Linked DNA regions of Rattus norvegicus: region 2 is linked to region 1. The links are chromatin contacts, called in public Hi-C maps. All regions are on one chromosome and are shown on one strand. Each heading gives the region's core, a stretch centred on a gene start, on an enhancer-like site or on the middle of the called end of the contact. The rest is flanking DNA. Distances are from core to core; before and after follow the strand shown.

Region 1 (6,319 bases), core at 57-2,556:
CCTTACACTGAAGAGTGCTGGGGCCTGAAGAGGTCACATGTATGTGACACAGATGTCAGTAATGACTGTAATGATGCTTCCCTGTGTTGGGCTTACCACCTATCATCCCGGGCCTTTCACATTAAGGGCTTTATTTCCTTGAAGGGGGGAGATACTCAATTATATGTATTGACTCATTACTGTCCCTCCCGTCACCTGGCAGCTTTATATCACCTGGAGGAGAGGCTGAGAACAGATTATTATCTCCCTGCCCCCCAATTAGGCGCTAACTCATACACCCCCTACCCCATGATGTCGCATAGACTTTCAGGTTCCTATTCATTCCCCAGTATAAAGACTTTTCAGTGGGATCACCTGAGGGCCCTTCAGACTGACCTGAATTCTGGTGATGAACCCAGTGGAGCAAGGAACGCCACAGTACCCCCTGGCTGTTTTTCTGCACTGGCAGTTAGAGCTATGTTTCCTTTGGTCGTTAAAGGGTGCCGGTATCCTAGAGGATGCCTTCACAGCCAGTTTCTCTCTAGAGTGTGAGGCAGACAGACCTTGCCTTCACATAGACTGACATATTCCATGAAAATTGGTTTTGCTCTCTGTTCTGCACATGCCCACACATGTGCAGATTATTTTGCACATAGCTGATCTTATCGATCTTGTAGATGAGGGCGTGAATTTCTCTGATGCGGAATTTGTACTGATTCAAGCAGTCAGTTGGAATCTCAGGGCCTGTGAGGATATCAGACATCATCTCTCCCATTTTCCTCACACTCAGGCGTGGAAGGTTAAGAAGTACGACTCAGTTGGCCGTATCTTCAGACAGATATGTGGGTCTATCTGGGCTTTAGTCAAGGATGAGGAATGCAGGGAAGTTCTTGAAGTCAAAACTAACTACATTAGTATGCACTCACTGTGGGCCAGACACATGAGGAGTGGCCTCAGACTTCCTTGGAATCCTATGTTAGAGTTGGAAGGGCCTAGAGGATGTCTGGACAACTCTCTCTACTTCTATTTTGTGAAATTAATTATTTATAAACCCCCCCCCCATCTTTCTTTTAGCTCAAAAATGAACCTTGCACAAAATGTATTTCTTTTGAAGACAATTAAAGAAAGCTGTGTGTTTAGGAGAACAAATGCTCTCCCAATTGCAAGAACAGAGGCGGCAACTTTTTCACTAAGGAGCGGGCAATGCAAATCCTCTGTATTATGCTAATTTTGGCAAATGACCTACATTGGGGTTTGTTCAGGCCAGACCAACGTGTCGGTGTCAGTTTGGCCAGCAGATGGCAGCAGACGTTTTTATTAGGACAACCCTGTGCTTGACGAAAAGCCTCGTCAGCAGCCTCTTCTAGCAAAAAGGAGCCTTTTAAGTGAGTGGCTCAGAGGGCATTCACCAAAAAACGCTGCAAGCAGGAGCCTTTCTTACCAGGGAGCTCTTGGCAGTCGACCGTGGAAGCGCAGGGTGAGTTATTGCCACAAAATTTGTTAAAAGGAAAGTGCAGATGAGATTAAGGACTGGAAAGAAAACTCCATTGAGTTTCGCATCCTAATTACAATCCAATTTCTCGGCCCACAAACTCCTATCAGCTTTTTTGGGCCCGCAGCGTGGACCTTGGTGCTGAGGAGCCCGACCCAGCTTGTGCCATGTGGCTATGCTTTTGCTATTTGGAAAAGAGCCGACTCTAGGCTATCTAACTGATGGAGCGCTGTTCTGGAGTAGCGCATGCCCTCTTTGAGATGCCTGAGGCGACCGCCATTACTTTTCATTGCCCCTGTTCAGGGTCACCAGAAGAGAATGCTGTGATGCTAACTGTTCTAACACATCCTGACCGATCTACGTCAAGTTCCCATCCTTATTAAACTTTAAAAATGTAGTAAAAAGGTTCATTTGTTCTTTCAATGACTGTTTGCTTTGTGTCCACCATGCCCAGTGCTGTGCTTACAGAAGATTCTAGTCTAGGGAAAAAACCAGCTCCTCATCAAGTCACCTCAGAAACCTAGAGAAGCAAACCCGGGTAGGTTGCTTTGGAGGAAGGAACACGGCCCTGGGGTGTTGTGGAGACTAATCTGGGTTTACAGACTTGATTGAGGGGGGCAGTGTTCCTGGGGCGGGGAATTCGAAGGCTGAGGAGGAATGAGCTGGGTAAAGGGTTAGGGAGAATACTCAGACCAGAGACTAGAAAGTTCTAAGACCTGGAGATGGAAGGAGAGATAGGAGGTGAGAGACACTGGGATGGCCACAGGAAGAGATAGAGTATTGGGGGAGAGAGTGGCCTCTGTTGTGTAAGTGAAGACTCATCATGATTCTCGCACTCTTAAGGCAAATGTACAACACACACACACACTCACACACACACACACACACGCAGACTCGCACACACACACGCAGACACACACGCATGAGAGAGAGAGAAAGAGAGAGAGAGAGAGAGAGAGAGAGAGAGAGAGAGAGAGAGAACACTCTGCTGGCTGCTTTTGTGTAGTCTGTGATATTGTTAGCTTGGAGTTAAATTGGTGCAAAAACATTTTCCAAAAATGTTTGAGTATTTAACTGTCTCCAAGGCAACGAGTTAATACAAATGGACATGAGTACCTTTAGGGACAGCCACTATGAAAAGTCATCACACATATCTGAAAAAGTAAAGCCTTGTATGCATTCTTTTCTCCTTCACTAAGGGGATTTGGGTCTGTGAATTGACCATAATTTAGAAATAATCCCTCTGGTCACTGTAAATTGAGCATCCTGCATCGGAGGATCTGAGCTAGGAAATCAAAACACTTTCCTATCACCAATACAACACCACAGGTATAAAGCTCCTGTTGTTCTTTGCATAAAATTGTTTAAGGCATTGTATAATTTTACTATCAGTGTACAGTGCATAAGGTACACCTGACAATGGCATATACACTTAGACTCGGGCCTTAGTAACCCAATACAGTAGCTAAATACATGCAAATATTTTATACTCATACAAATATCAGGAATCTAAATCGTTTTTGTCCTCAGCATGCTGTATAATGAATGTCATTAAACTTTGAAACAAAACATGTCTCGTGAGTACAGTTGGTGTGATGATTCATCTCAACCAGTTTACTTGTCAACTTGACACAATCTAGTATCACTAGGGGAAAGAGTTTCAAGAAAGGATTGCTTACATCAAGTTAACCTGTGAGTGTGTCTGTAGGGGCCGGTCTTCATTCTGTCAGTGTGGGAAGGCACAGCCCGCTGTGAGCAACACCATTCCTAGGCAGGGGATCCTAAACTGCGCATGTGTCAGGAGTACTAAGCCTGAGTGGATGTGCATGAATTCATTCTCTCTGCTCTTGACTGTGGACACGAGAAGTTGCTTCAAGTCCCTGCTGTGACTTGCCCTCAGCAGTGACCTGTGACCTGTAATCAAGAGAAACAAATAAAACCTTTCTCCTCTAAAAGTTGCCTTTGTTGGGTGTTTGTCATAGCGATGGGAAGGAATCTAGGACAATGGTGTTTGATCTCCAGCTGGTGGCGAACTTACAACGAGATACTTAGGAGTGGTTCCTTCAACTTTGAGCATCTCTCTTGAGGGTCTCAGAGTATCCTCTGGTCCTTGGCTTTCTCATCCCAGCCCAAGGGTTTGCATTATTCCTCTTCCCTCTCGTAGTTTCAGTTCATTTGCATATACCTAGACAAGAGACTAGGAAATGCCCTTAATGTACTGCAAGGCTCCCGACACTAAGTCCTGATAGCTCGATAGTCTTAAGATTATGGAATGAAATAGATGCTGAGTTACCCCTGAAGCCCACCTCCACATACACGGTGAGCCCAGGGTTGCCCATCATCCATACACTGCAGATGTTGACATGAACTGCGGCTCAGGAGAGCCACACCTATCTATGATAAGGAGGAAGGAATCAGAAATGAGAGGAGAGGGTCCCCTCACACAGCTTCCCGATCAGCAGCCAACCCAGTTTACTTAGCTAGGGCCATAACCCCAGCGAAGATTGGAAAGGCATTGGACTACAATTTTAGGTCAGGTGTAGGGACACAGGCTTGGAATCCTGTGAGGATCCTTGAGAGGTTGAGGCAGGGGAATCAAGAGTTTTAGATCTGGTCTATATAATGAGAAACTATGTATAAAAACATGGTTTTAAAAATTATTATTCAGAATTTTAGTAAGAAATAGATGATCAATGTCAATCTCTGAAACACACAATTATTCTTCCTTATCACTTAAATAATACTTAAAAAAGAGAAAGAAAGAAAGAAAGCAGGAAGTAAAATGGTCCAGTAAGGGAGATCAGGAGCACTGAGACATGACCTGAGTTTTCAGCAAATTAAGACTCAAGAGTTTCTGCCTCCGTCATTGTAAGCTTCCTTCCCTTTTGGACCAATGTGATTGGATTGTAATTTACACTAAATAGAATGCACCCATTTTTAAAGGTCCAGTTAGTAAATTTTCCTGAGTACCTACAGCAAGGCGCGGAACCTTCCCATCAACCTCCACATTCCACTCTTGCCCCGCCGCCTGGCAGCCTTCTTGCAGTCCCCAACTCTAGGTAAACTGGCCTGCTTCCTGTCACCTCAGGTCAGATTAGCCTGTTCCATAAATCCATGTAAGCAGAGCTGCACAGATGAATTCTCTTGGGTCTGGTTTGTTTTATTTAGTACACCTTTGAGATTTATCCACGCTCTCGTATGCGCCATACTTCATTTTTATTACCACGGTTCATTATACGCTGAGGCCACTGTTTGTTCATTCACCTCTTGAGAGGCCTTTGGTGCTGCTCTCTTAGGCACTGTGAATATTCATGGAACTGTATTTTTTAGGGGGTGATGGGGATGATAAAACACATACACACACACAAACAAATTCAATTTTTCTAATAGAGCTACGTGAGTTATTTATCCTTAAACATCTGCTTTTGGAGATAAACATGTGTAGAACATAGATTTAATCCTGAGATACATGTTTGCAATAATTGACACCATCAAAATCATGTACATGTTGTTGAGAGGCCTGTGACTCGACTTACTAACCACAGAGTCTAGCCCCAGGGATCCAAGCTGCCCAAGGATCTGTTTCTTGGACTCTCTGCAGTCCCACCATCCTGGTTTCTCTATTTTCCATCTGTGTGGCTTTCCCTATTTAATTATTTGTATGTGTAGATTTACACACCTCTAATGTGCAGATCATAAAGCCAAACATTACATGTTCTCGCGCATATGTGGATGTGAGCTTTGGGCCTTTAGATATATATCCTTCATTAGGAATACCTACAGATACCAGGAAACTAGTAAGGAGCCATATGGGGAGGAGAGGAGATAGAATAGAGTGCAATAGAGTAATGGAATGGGAAGGGTTAAATGGGGTTAGGAGTTCAGAAGGGAATATAAAGAGGGATAACTAGCCGTAAAGGCTACACGGAAACCTACTATTGTAGACGCTTCCTGAAATACATACATACATTTTAAAACACTTAAATGGAATTACCCTATACTGGGGAGGGAGGGATGATACTCCAACTAAACACGACATGATAGAAAATAAAAATCTCAGGAACAGGTTACTTCTTTTTGAGTTGTTGACCAACAACTTTTTGAGTGAGGTCCCACAGGCACCCAAATATAACAAGGCGACTACAATTGCTCTTACTCCAGAACTTGACAGTATGTCTCTACTGCTGAGACAGATGGTGGTTGCCTTAATCCCAGATCTCAGGAGGCAGAGGCAGGCAGATGTCTGAGTTTGGGACAGTCTGTTATAATGAGTGAGTTCCAGGACAGCCAGGGATACCCAGAGAAACCCTGTCTCAAGAAAACACACACACACACACACACACACACACACACACACACATCACAAAACAAAACAAAACAAAACAAAGAAAAGACATTTTTTTGCTGAGGATCATTGGAGGTTTTCACAAAACTCTGAGTTCCAGGAAGGGTGCATATGAATGTTTACCACTGCTTCACAAAAAAACTAGGAAGGCGATGAACATCCACGATACAACTCACAGACCGTACGAAGCTTAAGAAGAAGGAAGAGCAAAGTGTGGGTGCTTCAATCCTACTTAGACCGGGGAACAAAATAATCACGGGAGGTAGAGGGAGGGAGGGACCTGGGAGTGAGAGAGGAGGGGTGAGGGAAAAAAGGGGGCAGGATCAGGTATGGGAAGAGACAGGAGAGAGTCCAGAGGGTCAGGAAATTGAGCAGAAATACTGGGGGTAGCCACTAGAAAGTCCCGGATGCCAGGGAAGCAAGAGGTTCCCAGGACCCAGAGAGGATGATGACATTAGCCGAAATACCCAACAAAGGGGAGATAGAACCTGTAGAGACCATGT
Region 2 (6,608 bases), core at 2,620-5,119, 50 kb before region 1:
GCCCAGCCCCTCAAGGGAAGCCTGTAGCTGAACAAAACAGGAGCCATTGGCGGGCATTCCAGTCAGGAGTCAGCTCCTGCCCTTGACCTGGCTGGCCCAGGGTGGGGTACAGGGACGCCCTGGGAACTCTGGGAAAGGAAGAAAACAGGACTGTAACAGCACTTGTTTTGTCCTGGTACCCTCCTCTTCCTCAGCCCTTAGCTTAGGCACTCATAAGCACCATTTGTTCTAAAACAAAGGAAATAATATATCTGTTATGAGTTCCCTACTGACTCAGGAACTTGACATGGGGCTGGTTCACTATGTGGGTTTTTGTTGTTGTTATTTTTGTTGTTGTTGTTGTTTTTGTATGTTTCTTTTCTTTTCCTTTTCTAGGGCAAATGTCTAGTAGAAGCAAGCAGTCTGGACCGCAAAGCATGAACTCTGTAAATGGTTATTCTCCCTTAGGTGCTCCATCCCTGAGAGATAAATATACGGAAAGACACTCGAGTGTAAAGGAGGAAGGACGCAATGTCAGCGGGAGGCTATGGGGAGAACAAAGGGGTTATGCTGTGGAGAAGTTGAAAATAGCATCCGAAGCTATCAGAGCTGGGGGAGCAGGGGCCGACTCCCAGAAACAATCTCCAAAGAAAAACCCAACCTCCCAGGAAAACGAGCTGAGTTCAGCCTGGTGGAATTGAGTCTCAAAGGTCCGTCTTGGGACACTGCTATCAGGTGGAGAGGCTGGCAGCTCTTGGGGGCATCCTAATTAGAGCAATTTGCAAAACACAAAACTGGCTTAGCACAGTAGGCTTTCTGATCTACAATGTTTGGGGTTTGTTTTGTTCTGTTTCGTTTTTTCCTTTTCTTTTTCATCTCTAAGATCACTGAAAAGGCCCCAGTACTAAGAAGGCATTTAAACCCGGCATATTATTATTTTTCTCTCCAAAGAACTGCTTTTAATTTAATGGTGTGTTGCAGTGTTGCTGGGGCAGGGTGGGAGTGGGGAATTGTGCTAGAAGAAGCTACTCTGACCTTTTCAAGAGAAAGACAACAGGAGGATGCCTGGAGAGGCTGTGTGTTTCTAAGACACGGCTTGGGACACTCACGTTACACTTAAGAATCTTCTTCCAAAGCAGGTGTTCTCCCTAAGTCCTTTGGACATCTCTTTGGCAAGCTTGCTAAGACCCAATCAAGCAAATCCAGCCCACCGGTTAGCCACAAGCGGGTTTTATCTTGCGCGCTATCTCTTCCTGTGCACGTTAAGTATCTAATACAAACCATGCTGGGGAAAGGTTATTTCTTGTTTTAGATTCCACTTTAATGGGTAGTTAACCTGTGAGTCAACTGTTTCAGAATCCAGGTTCAGTTTCCTCCCCCGCGCAGGCTCTCCAGTGCACCTCATTTCATCCGGGTACATCTTATTTACAAGGTACCAAGCTGTTCGGAGATCCAGCTGGCCATTTTCCCTTTTGTAAACCCAGAGCCCGCTGAACTGTGGGAAGATCGGGTCAGCTGTGGATAAAGCCAGGAGGCGTGCAAAACCTTAAGGGAAGGAAGCTGCCCTTTAGAAGCTTTGACCTTCTGATTAAAGTAATAATTAAGCCATTATGTCTGTTTGGAAGGTCTTTGGGCTGGTCCATTAGCTTTCCGAACAAAAGTCTTTCAGCTACAGACTCCAGCTCAGGGCACTGGGGCGTTCGAGATCAGCACCGGTCACAAACCAAATGGTTTCATTATTAGACACTTGTCATAGCCACCCGATTCTGCCTTATATTAAATTTCAAGATGAAGAGCATCTCCAATGCAGCTCCAGTTAGCCCAGGCCTCTTTGTCTACCTCAGTTTTGGAAGGGAACCAACCGCAAGATGAATTGTGTTTATTGGGGATGGGGCAGGGATGGGGTCATCTGAACATGTGCTTTTCTGTACCTGTCTACAGCAGCACAGGAGTGCTGATAGGAGCCCGTGTCACTGTGAGTGAAAGCACTCCCAGGATGCTCTGGGACCTTTATCTCTGTCTCCTCCCTTCCACCACCATTGAAATCATTTTCATACCAGTATGTGGTGAGCATTATCAGGAGGTTAGAGTAATGGGAATCCTACCCAGGAAGGATGGACAGAGACAAACACAGGAGCTCCAGAAGAAGTCACCAGGCTCTCCGAAGGGCTCTATGCAGCTAGCTGGTCTCTTTCAGCCGGCTTTGTAGAGCTGGGTACTTTTAGAAATGTCTGAGCTTAGAGCGTTTTGACGGTATACAGAGACTCGTGTCTCTGTTTCGTTGTAGATGGTTGAAGTTCCTTTGTTTGCTCTATGGGAATATAATTTTATTCTGTCTGAACCCCAGTCCATGGGACAGTGCCACTGACATTCAGAGCGACCTCAGGCCAATCATCTCTAGACGCACTCTTGTGCCTGCGCATGCGCACACACAGCCAAAGGCATACCTCACTAAAGCCCTGATGTTTCTTAAGCCATTCATTTTGACGTTTACAATTAGCTATCCTGTAGTATAAACTTACTTCACAAAGGAGAAAGGGGAGGAAGGGTCAAAAAATATCAACAACAAGGAGCAGATATATTGCATATGCACTGAAAGTTACAAATGCAACTGAAAAAAACAGAAGAGGAATGAAAAACGCAGAGGGCAGTTGCAACGGCAGAGGGAGCATCTCAATAGAAGCTTTGAGTGTAATTTTAATGAGGCAGGGAGAAGAGGAACAACTGAGGCTTTCTATTTCTTGTCATGAAAAATTGATCTTACCAGTCAACGACAAACGTAGGAAATATATTCTTATATATGTCCCGTCCCAATGTGTATATATACACACATATCCATCATCCTAATATTTGTCGGTTAATACTCTAAAGATATTTATGTATGCAATAATATTAATATTTATTTTGTAATTAGATGCCTATGTAATTATGTACGCTGTATGTGTGTACATATACATTTCATAATTTTAATAACATTTCTAAAAAGAATGTGCCCTCAGACATTTGAATATCTCATTCAAGTCAGGTAGCTAGCTAGCTGCATGAGAAATCTCTATCTAGATTCCTTCCTAACGTGACCCAGTTACATCTCTCGGAAGTGTGAACGTGGAAGTCTGTGGTTTTGATCTGTTACTTCGATCAGGATTCATACTACTGTGTATAGACTTTAGCTTGAGGTGAGGTGCTACCGGAAGCAGCAAGGGCTCCTGGGATGCCGCTGATGCCTGAAGGAGGACGGCTGTTGGAGCAGGGCTCCGCCAGTGCCTCATGCCACATACATCACTCCCAGTCTCATACCCAAGTCAGAGTCCTGGCTTCTGTTGTCTTTGAAGGTTTTAGTGCACAAATAAGCAAATAAGAGGCGAGGAATGTCCAGTCATTGTTTGCGGAGTTTCTGGAATTTCGAAGTTAGTTGTTTAGGAAAGGCTTTGCTTCAGTGTTTATCAAACAGCGCAGGCTCATGAATAACTTCCTGGGGTACTGGCCCACATTCTCTGTCTCCTTGGCGTCTCTTGCCCAGCAAGGCTCATTCAGGGCGTCTTCCCAACATCCTGTCTGGGAACGAGCTGCTTTTCTCTGCTTACTAAGCCCCAGTGGTCCTTATTGAAATGGCCTCCTGCCCAGGAAGGGCTGCTGTGGCGCCTGGCTGGAAGTAACCATGGTTTCTAGGAAGACACACACACACACACACACACACACACACACACACACACACAAATGTGCGTGCGTGAGCATGCTGGAAGTCTTGTTCTGAAAAGCCAGAATGTTCTTCCTAAGGAACTTTCCTGACAGGGGAACCAGCAGGTGTTACAGCAACATCTAAAACAGGCCAAGTCAGGGGCAGGGCACACATGTGGAAGTCAGCCAGAACCACAAGCGGCAGCCCTGGTGACTAAGGCAAGTTGAGGTGGCATGGGGATTTTCCATGGGCATAAGAGAACACCGTGTGTGTGGTTGTGTATGTGTGATTGTCTGTGTGTGGTTGTATGTTTGTGTGTGTGTGTGTGGAGTGTATATGTGTATGTATGTGTGTAGAGTGTATGTGTGTGTGTGTGTGTGTTGTATGGAGTGTATGTGTGAAGTATGTGTGTGTTGTATATGTGTAGTGTGTGTGGAGTATGTGTGTGTGTGTGTTTGTATGTTTGTGGAGTGTTGTGTGGAGTGTGTGTGTGATAGTGTGTGTGTGGAGTGTATGTGTGTGAGATTGTGTGTGTGGAGTATGTATATGTGGAGTGTTGTACGTGTGAAGTGTGTGTGTGAGTGTGTGTATGTGAAGTATACGTATGATCATACGTGCATTCAAGTGTAAAACTTACTGAGACATGTTCAAAGCCAGCAGCATTTAAGAGAAAACTAACAGCAGAAATTCATCTAAAAAGAATGTTGCTCACCCCAAGCATGTTCTAAAGCTATTGCGATTCTTTTCACATTTTATTTATTTTTTTTTAAATTTAGAGAATACTTTATTAGTTTTTGTAATCAAACCCACGTAGATAAGACCTTACATATTTAATACAGTGTGTTACCCCTGTACAAATGGAAAAAACTTAAGTTCAACATTTCTAGACCAATATGGCTGTTAATTTCTGTACAGTGCCAACTCAACACAGTAAACGGGGATAATTTTTTCCAAAGTTGACAGCACAGCTAAAGTTTCAAAAAATTCAAATTATATATCTGTATATATATATTTATATTTATATAAAAAGACCAATAATAGCAGTGTGTTATGCATCAACAGCAGCAACAGCTTTTCCAGGTTCTGCAGTCATCTGAACAAAACTGTAGAGACATCCAGCACACTCCATTAAAAAAAAAAAAAGTAAAAAAACAAAACCCAAGAAAACAGCACAGTTCTGTTACTCTTGTGGTACCTGGCACCATTTTTTTTTTTTAATTAGCTTCTCAATCATCATCTGGAAAGAAAACATTCTGAGCAACATCATTAAAAACAGCTCTGATAAAGCACGGTCACTACTATGTATCATAAAGCAGGTACAAGCTATTTTACATCCACAGAGGTATGATACAGTACTGTCCTACATCTATAATACTAGAGGATACAATTTAAAAGGCATTATTTGAGACTTGATTCTACTTTTCCAGCAGAGGGCCCAAAGGATGGTGTGACACAGCTTTGTAAAGAAACATACTCTAGACAGGATTTCCTTTCACTAGTGGCACAGTTCTAAGGATTCATTCTCTCCATGAATGTCAGCTAAAACCGTTATTAAAAAAATGAAATATCCCTAGAACAAAACCGTATAACCACCGGATTCACATGAAGATGACCTAGTGGAGACAAGCTGGACCTCACCTTACCAACAAGCTATCAAATCTGTTATGTTTAAACAGTGAGACCTCCAAGGAAGGAGATGCCAAGTAATGCTTCAAAGCTTCGGACCACAATCAAACACAGCATCCTTTTCAACAGAAGCAGAAGCTCATCTGAATATGCTCAAGGATGCTGACATCAACATTTAATCATCTTCTCACTCATCCAGGAAGAAGGGGAGATCAGTTACTACTGTACTTTATTGTGTTCAACCAAATCACCATGTTACAAAAATAGCAAGCTGTCATAATAAAAAATAAGGCTCCTCTATCCAGCACCAGATAGCATCATTTTACTTTCAAGCCTAGAAATTGCACACTTGTATATAAACCAACCGAAGATGAGGATTGAGAGTTCATCTTGGTGGATTTTTCCTTTGATGAATATGAAGTGTCCTTCCTTATCTTTTTTGATGACTTTTAATTGAAAATTGATTTTATTTGATATTAGAATGGCTACTCCAGCTTGATTCTTCTGACCATTTTCTTGGAAAGTTGTTTTCCAGCCTTTCACTCTGAGGTAGTGTCTGTCTTTGTCTCTGAGGTGTGTTTCCTGTAGGCAGCAGAATGCAGGGTCCTCATTGCGTATCCAGTTTGTTAATCTATGTCTTTTTATTGGGGAGTTGAGGCCATTGATGTTGAGAGATATTAAGGAATAGTGATTATTGCTTCCTGTTATATTCATATTTGGATGTGAGGTTATGTTTGTGTGCTTTTCTTCTCTTTGTTTTGTTGCCAAGATGATTAGTTTCTTGCTTCTTCTAGGGTATAGCTTGCCTCCTTATGTTGGGCTTTACCCTTTATTATCCTTTGTAGTGCTGGATTTGTAGAAAGGTATTGTGTAAATTTGGTTTTGTCATGGAATATCTTGGTTTCTCCATCTATGTTAATTGAGAGTTTTGCAGGATACAGTAACCTGGGCTGGCATTTGTGTTCTCTTAGGGTCTGTATGACATCTGTCCAGGATCTTCTGGCCTTCATAGTTTCTGGCGAAAAGTCTGGTGTGATTCTGATAGGTCTGCCTTTATATGTTACTTGACCTTTTTCCCTTACTGCTTTTAATATTCTTTCTTTATTTTGTGCGTTTGGTGTTTTGACAATTATGTGACGGGAGGTGTTTCTTTTCTGGTCCAATCTATTTGGAGTTCTGTAGGCTTCTTGTATGCCTATGGGTATCTCTTTTTTTAGGTTAGGGAAGTTTTCTTCTATGATTTTGTTGAAGATATTTACTGGTCCTTTGAGCTGGGAGTCTTCACTCTCTTCTATACCTATTATCCTTAGGTTTGATCTTCTCA

Evidence for each region. A called contact is a pair of places that touch in the nucleus more often than the background predicts.
Region 2: a Hi-C map of the A7r5 cell line shows a contact between it and region 1, with 2.7 times the contacts expected there. The contact joins two enhancer-like sites. A contact is called at or near these places in 4 of 12 Hi-C or Micro-C datasets (the A7r5 cell line, Schwann cells, frontal cortex and 1 more).

Annotation. Positions count from the first base shown.
Region 1 is chr17:23,260,593-23,266,911 of GRCr8, reverse strand. No RefSeq gene overlaps it. Among named protein-coding and RNA genes, the nearest start is that of Tmem170b, 110 kb to the left of the region's middle. Within about 2 kb of position 1,306, at least 22 of the 93 cell types and tissues checked have an H3K27ac peak or open chromatin away from gene starts, as enhancers often do. A contact at or near this core is called in the A7r5 cell line, where this site is marked.
Region 2 is chr17:23,312,627-23,319,234 of GRCr8, reverse strand. No RefSeq gene overlaps it. Among named protein-coding and RNA genes, the nearest start is that of Tmem170b, 59 kb to the left of the region's middle. Within about 2 kb of position 3,869, at least 45 of the 93 cell types and tissues checked have an H3K27ac peak or open chromatin away from gene starts, as enhancers often do. A contact at or near this core is called in the A7r5 cell line, where this site is marked.